Linked DNA regions of Mus musculus: region 1 is linked to region 2. The links are chromatin contacts, called in public HiCAR-type maps. All regions are on one chromosome and are shown on one strand. The core of a region is the stretch at or near the end of the contact, and the rest is flanking DNA. Distances in the headings are between cores, read along the strand shown. Region 1 has its middle 47 kb from the start of Gm29681. Region 2 overlaps Galnt17 (polypeptide N-acetylgalactosaminyltransferase 17).

What was found. HiCAR-type assays count read pairs that join an accessible place to other places.
Region 1: a contact with region 2 is called in a HiCAR-type map of fibro-adipogenic progenitors, with 4 times the contacts expected there. The contact joins two enhancer-like sites. A contact is called at or near these places in 1 of 484 Hi-C or Micro-C datasets (uterus) and 3 of 115 datasets of contacts at active chromatin or transcription factors (astrocytes, embryonic basal ganglia and fibro-adipogenic progenitors).

The regions. Positions count from the first base shown.
Region 1 is chr5:131,365,873-131,368,719 of GRCm38.p6, reverse strand. No RefSeq gene overlaps it. Among named protein-coding and RNA genes, the nearest start is that of Gm29681, 47 kb to the left of the region's middle. Within about 2 kb of position 1,484, at least 6 of the 459 cell types and tissues checked have an H3K27ac peak or open chromatin away from gene starts, as enhancers often do. A contact at or near this core is called in fibro-adipogenic progenitors, where this site is marked.
Region 2 is chr5:131,006,495-131,009,624 of GRCm38.p6, reverse strand. The region is part of intron 5 of Galnt17 (polypeptide N-acetylgalactosaminyltransferase 17); the gene reads left to right. Among named protein-coding and RNA genes, the nearest start is that of Gm40338, 77 kb to the left of the region's middle. Within about 2 kb of position 1,309, at least 42 of the 459 cell types and tissues checked have an H3K27ac peak or open chromatin away from gene starts, as enhancers often do. A contact at or near this core is called in fibro-adipogenic progenitors, where this site is marked.

The DNA of each region.
Region 1 (2,847 bases), core at 235-2,734, 360 kb before region 2:
CAGCCAGATGACCTATGAGTTCAATATCCAGGACCACAGGAAAGATCTGACTCTTCTTGCAAAGTGTCTTCTGACACCCACACATGAACCATGGTAGTGCTTACCCACAGAGTGCAATAGGATACAATAGCAGTGGAAAATTAGTTACATACAAAACAGTTATTAAGTCACTGAATTGGTTAATTAGCTTGTTAATTAATTAATAATTAGAATAATTAATTCTGTGCTGTTGGAGATGGAATCCAGGACCTTGCACATAGCTAGGCAAATGTTCTACCTCTGAGCTACATGTCTATCCTCACCCTCACCATTATCCCTAACACCATCATTTCTATCATCATCATCATCATCATCATCATCATCATCACCATCATCATCATCATCCCTAACCCCATCTTCATGATTACCACCATGCCCATCTCCATCATTTTCTTCATCCCCATCCTCCTTCTCCATCACCATTAGCATCATCAGCATCATCAGCATCATCATCACTTACTTTGTGATGCTGAGGATGGTACCCAGGGCATTACATGTGCTAAGCTGGTACTCCACCACTGAGATACATCCCCAGCCAACATCACTATCACTTTGTGATGGCAGGCATGATACCCAGGGCCTGGCACATACTGGGCAAGTGCTCTACCACTGAGTTGCCTTTCCAGTCCCCAGCTCTCTGAATTTTAAAAGCACATACCAACCCCTTTCCCTGACACATTGTGTCACTTTTGCACGAGGGCCAAAACAACCTTTCCTACTTACGTTGTTTGTCTTGGGCATTTTGTCACAGTAACAGAAAGCGGATTAAACAGATTTCCTTCTCCGTAACTGTCAGTAAGGAGCTCTTTCACTCCTCTGTCAAAGTGCCTGAAAGCACAGCTCAATTCCTGCCCTCTTTCTTTTCACCCCTTTTGTGGTGAGTCCTGCTCTATCTCTATCCTTTAGCACCGATTCATTCTGACCCTTACCAGCAGGACACATGGTGTGCTGTGTCCTGCTGTTTAATGACATAATTATGTGCTTTTAAGATTAGGTCAGGAGAACGCCAGCTAGCTGGAAATAATCAAACCCAGGCATTCAGGGAAAAAGATGTGTTCACAGAGGTCTCTTGGGCTCCCAGCCCAGGGCTCAAGGCCACGGATATGAGACCAGGCGGCAGATTGAAAATGGAGCAGTTGCCAGCCTATTGAATAAATGGAGGGAGGAGGGAGGAGGGAGGAGGGAGGAGGGAGGAGGGAGGAGGGAGGAGGGAGGAGGGAGGAGGGAGGAGGGAGGAGGGAGGAGGGAGGAGGGAGGAGGGAGGAGGGAGGAGGGAGGTCCAGCCATCCCAGAGCAACAGCCCAGGGCTCAGCTACCAACCAGAAATCGGGCAGGATTTTAGTGGCACTTAGCATGTTACTGGTACCTTCTTCCCCCTCAAGGGAGCCCTTGCCTAGAGAGTTCTTAGTCTGGTGCGAATGTCTTTACCACAATGAAAAAAGAATAGAGAGTTCTTGAGAGCAAATTCATCTGCTAGTTAGTCACACTGGCTGGCTCCTTAGTCGATGACGAGAACCCTAGAGCCTGAAAGAATTTCTTTACATTACGGTTGATGCTTCCTCAAACACAGGTCTGTTACTGTAATTCCTTCACGGATAGAGAGCAAGGAGAACACAGGCTTCATTTTAGAACAACTGTCAGCCATTCAATTTCTCTAGTGTGAATGGGCTTTTCTTACAATTGTGTGTGTGTGTGTGTGTGTGTGTGTGTGCATGTTTACAGTACACAAAGAGTTATATACACATCTTTGTATGTATGTAGGTGTGTGTGGATGTGCAGGTATATGTGGAGACCAGAGGTCAGCTTTGGGTGTTGTTACCTTGCTTTTTGAGACAGAGTTGCTCACTTGGAACCTGACATTCACCCTTACACTGGCCAGTGAGCCCCAAGGATCCTACTTTGCTACCTTCCAGCTCTGGGATTACAAATGTGTGCCACCATAACCACCTTTCTTTCTAAGATTTATATTTTGTAATTTCTTTGGTGTGTGCACATGCGTGTGTGTGTGTGTGTGTGTGTGTGTGTGTGTAGTGCTTGCATATGCATAGCTGTATATGTGTGTGATAACGATGCTTAAATCAGATCTTCCAAAGGCCACTAAAGCTTGTATAAGTTGAAGCATCAGTAGCTGATGTCAGTTCTGGTTCCCTGAGCTTGGGATGGCAGTGTGCATGGGAACCAGTGAACGTTCATTTTCCATCCTTGCTAAAAACCTATCCAGATCACCTGGGTCTGGTGAGGAAGGCAGGGGCCAGTATAAGCTGGTCAGAGACAGCTAAATATCCCAGATACCAAACAGACCCTCTAAAGAAAACTGGTGCAACGTGAGGTTGAATCAGAATTCACAAGTCTGTCAGATGCAGGCTCTGATGGATCACATGCGTGTCTGGAGAGGCAATGGAGGGCAGGTTTCTAAAGGTAAAACGGGAAAAGTCACACAATTCATTATTAAATAAAATCCTTGCCTACAGGGTCAATAACAGGAATTGGGACAGGGCATTACTGGACATATGTCTTCACATGTGTGTGTATGTGTGGTACAGTTATAGCTTGAATTTTTATTTTATTTTTGTGTATCTCTTTATGCCTGAGAGTATGTATGTGCGCCATAAGTGTGTACAGGCACCCACAAAGGCCAGAAGAAGGTGTCAGATCCTCAGGAGTTACAGGTGTCTGTGAACTGCCTAATATGGGTGCTAGGAACCGAACTTGGGTCCTCTGTGAGGGCAGCAAGTTCTCTTAGCCACTGAGCCAGTTCTTTAGCCTTAGGTTGTGGCCTCTGAGAGAGTATTTGTGAAAACTCTTATT
Region 2 (3,130 bases), core at 60-2,559:
TTGCTGCCTCCTTCTACAACTGGAAGAACCCCCTTCCCTTCATTCCTGAATCTTACTCACGCCTGAAGAAGTCACACACACACACACACACACACACACACACACACACACACACACCAGTGTTATGGATAGTTTCAAGAGCTTCCAGGAAATCTCCTATTTCCACTATGAAATGAACCATCTATCTTTTACACTCTATAGTTGTTGTTTTAATTAAGGGACTAAAAAGATGGCTCCACAGTTAAGAATGTTTACTGCTCTTCCAGAGGCCTGGATTCTGTTCTCAAGACCCATGTTGTACCTCGCGCAGCCTCCTATAACTCTACCCTAAGAGGACCTGACCTGTGGCTCTCTTCTGACTTCTAATGTACTCTTCTGACCCTGTGTGTGTGTGTGTGTGTCTGTGTGTGTGTGTGTGCACAGTAAGCTTTAGACTTGGAGAGATGGCTCTCTGGTTAAGAGCACTCATTGCTCTTTCAGAGGACCTGGCTTTACTTTCCAGCTCCCACCCACGTGGCAGCTCACAATCGTGTGCAATTCTAGTTTCAGGGACTCCAACTCCCTCTTCTGGCTTCTGTGGGCACCAAGCACACAAGTGGTACACAGACATACAAATAGGTGAGCCATTCATGCATAGGAAATAGTGTGGGTTTTTTTTTTTCATTTAAAAAAATATTTTTAAAAGCATTTTTTTGTGTGTGTGTGGGGGGGGGGCAGGAGTGAACATGTGTTCTGGGTGCACATGGAGACCCAATGCTGAGGTTGGGGCTCCTCCTACCTTATTTATAGAGGTGCAGCCTCTCAGTCAACTCTAGAGGTCACCAGCCTGGCTAGTCTCACTAGCCAGCTTGCTGGGGCTCCTTGGACTCACTTCCTCAAGTTGGATTTATGGGTAGGCAACCACGCCCACTCGGGATTTTATGTGGACTTGTAGGGAAGCTCAACTTTGTGAGCCAAGTGCTTAGTAAGCTCTGAGGCATCTCCTTGGCCTCTCGTCTTTGTTTTAGAAACAGCTTTACTTTTGTAAAGCTTTTCTTTCTTTTTAAATTTTATGCTCGCATATCCTACGCATTCACAATCTTGTCCTCAAATCATATCCTCTGTTCAAAAGGTAGTGATCCACTGGACATGGATGCTAGGAATTCAGGTCTTCTGAGAGAGTAGTAAACACTCTTTGCCACTGAGCCATCTCTCCAGCCCTTAATCTTTAAATTTAAACTTTTTTTTAAAAACTGTACCTACTGTTATGTGTCTGAGTTTGTGCATGTGAATGCAGTACCCATGAAGGCCAGAAGAGGGCAGACTCCCCTGGAGCTGGAATTACAGGTGGTTGTTTTCCATTCCACATCATTCGCTTTGCTCCAACTAGTAGCTTTAGGTCTTTCATGGGATGATTTTATGCAGCTAATAAGACCCAGCAGCCACAATGATTTACCCGAAGGACCCCAAAGGACTTCACAGAGACTTGTACATCCATCTCTGCTACAGCACTGCTCATAATAACCAAGTTAAAGAACATGCCTCCCTATCTGGCAGCAGGCAAATATGCATAGACAATGCCCACAACCACCTGGTAAATCCAGCACCAGGGGAGTCTGCCCTCTTCTGGCCTTCATGGGTACTGCATTCAAATGCATGAACCCAGATTCAAACAAGTAAGTGTATGCACAGTTAGTAACAACGTTTAAAAAGACTAGGGGCTGGAGAGATAGCTCAGTGGCAAAGAGGGTTTGCTATTCTTCCAGAGGATCTGAGATCAGTTCCAGGCATCCATGTCCCAGTGGCTCACTACCTTCTGAAACTTCAACCTCAAGTGACCCAATGCTCTTCTCTGGCCTCTGTGTCCCGCACCCCACCCCCACATATACTAACATACACACACATATAAACAGACTGTTTTTTTTTAATGGAAGTAGAATGAAGTTTTATTGTTTAGAGGGAAATGGGTAGAGAGAATCCTATTAGCTGAATTAAACCATCCTCAGAAAGAGCCATTCTGGTCTTGCAGTCTCCACACATGCTCTATAGAAACTGAGGGAACATTGTGAGCCCAGCGCAGCTTTCCTGTCTCCCTTGCCTGACCACCACAGTAACATCGGATTGCCACCGGTGAATCCAGCTCTGGGCCAGCTGCCCACTTTCTCTCTCAGCTCCATTTGTTCTTCCTAGACTTCCATCCAGGCTCAGAGCCCAGCACTTGCCCCACGCTGGCTTGCTTAGCTGATTATTTCTTGCTGGTACATTGGCTGGCACGTTGGATGCCGTCCATCACTCTGTAAGGAGAGGACAGAGACTCCCAGCTGATGCCACTGTGTTTGGTGACACCTCTGAAATCGTGACAGATGGTCTGCATTAGGAGTGGGTTGGAGAGAGGGCTCATCAGTTAGGGGCACTTGCTTCTCCAGAGGACATGAGTTTGGTTCCCAACACCTACAATGGGTGGCTCATAACTCCTTGTAACTCTAGCTCTAGGGGATCTGACACACCTTTCTGGCCTCTACTGGCATTCATACTCACATTCACATACCATTCCCAGTGCCACCCCAATTTATATTCACATTCCGCTCACCCTTGCCCTCCACCAATACACACGGGTAACACATAAATAAAAAAATGTATAAAATCCTTTTTTTTAAAAAAAAAAAAAAGCTTGGCTGTGGAAAGAAGACCCTCATGGATTGTTTCCCTCACCTAAAGTCTGGATTCTAGAAGTTTCCGAATATTAGTTCAAGAAGGTCCCTGCAAAGCTTCCAGTCTAAGTGTTTTCATTTCACAAACAAACCCCAAAGCACCCTGAGAATGACAGACTTGCCAAGGCCTCGTCTCTAATTAGCGGCAGCAGGGAGAATGCAATCAGGGCTCTTTGTGCAGAGCCATAGCCTTCTGGTCTGGTTTTCTTCTCTTGGAAGAAAGGCTATGCCAGAAACCCACCAAGTTGGCCAGTGCTCCATGGCATACAGTTGATTCTAGGCTCCATATAGCCCTCCACCCTCTCTGAACATCTGAGTATTGCTAGCTTTTCCCATTATGCCAGTGGACTACAGTTCCAACCACACAGGGGTGTGTGTGTTTGTGTGTGTGTGTGTGTGTGTGTGTGTGTGTGTGTGTGTGTGTTTAAAGATGTTTGCAT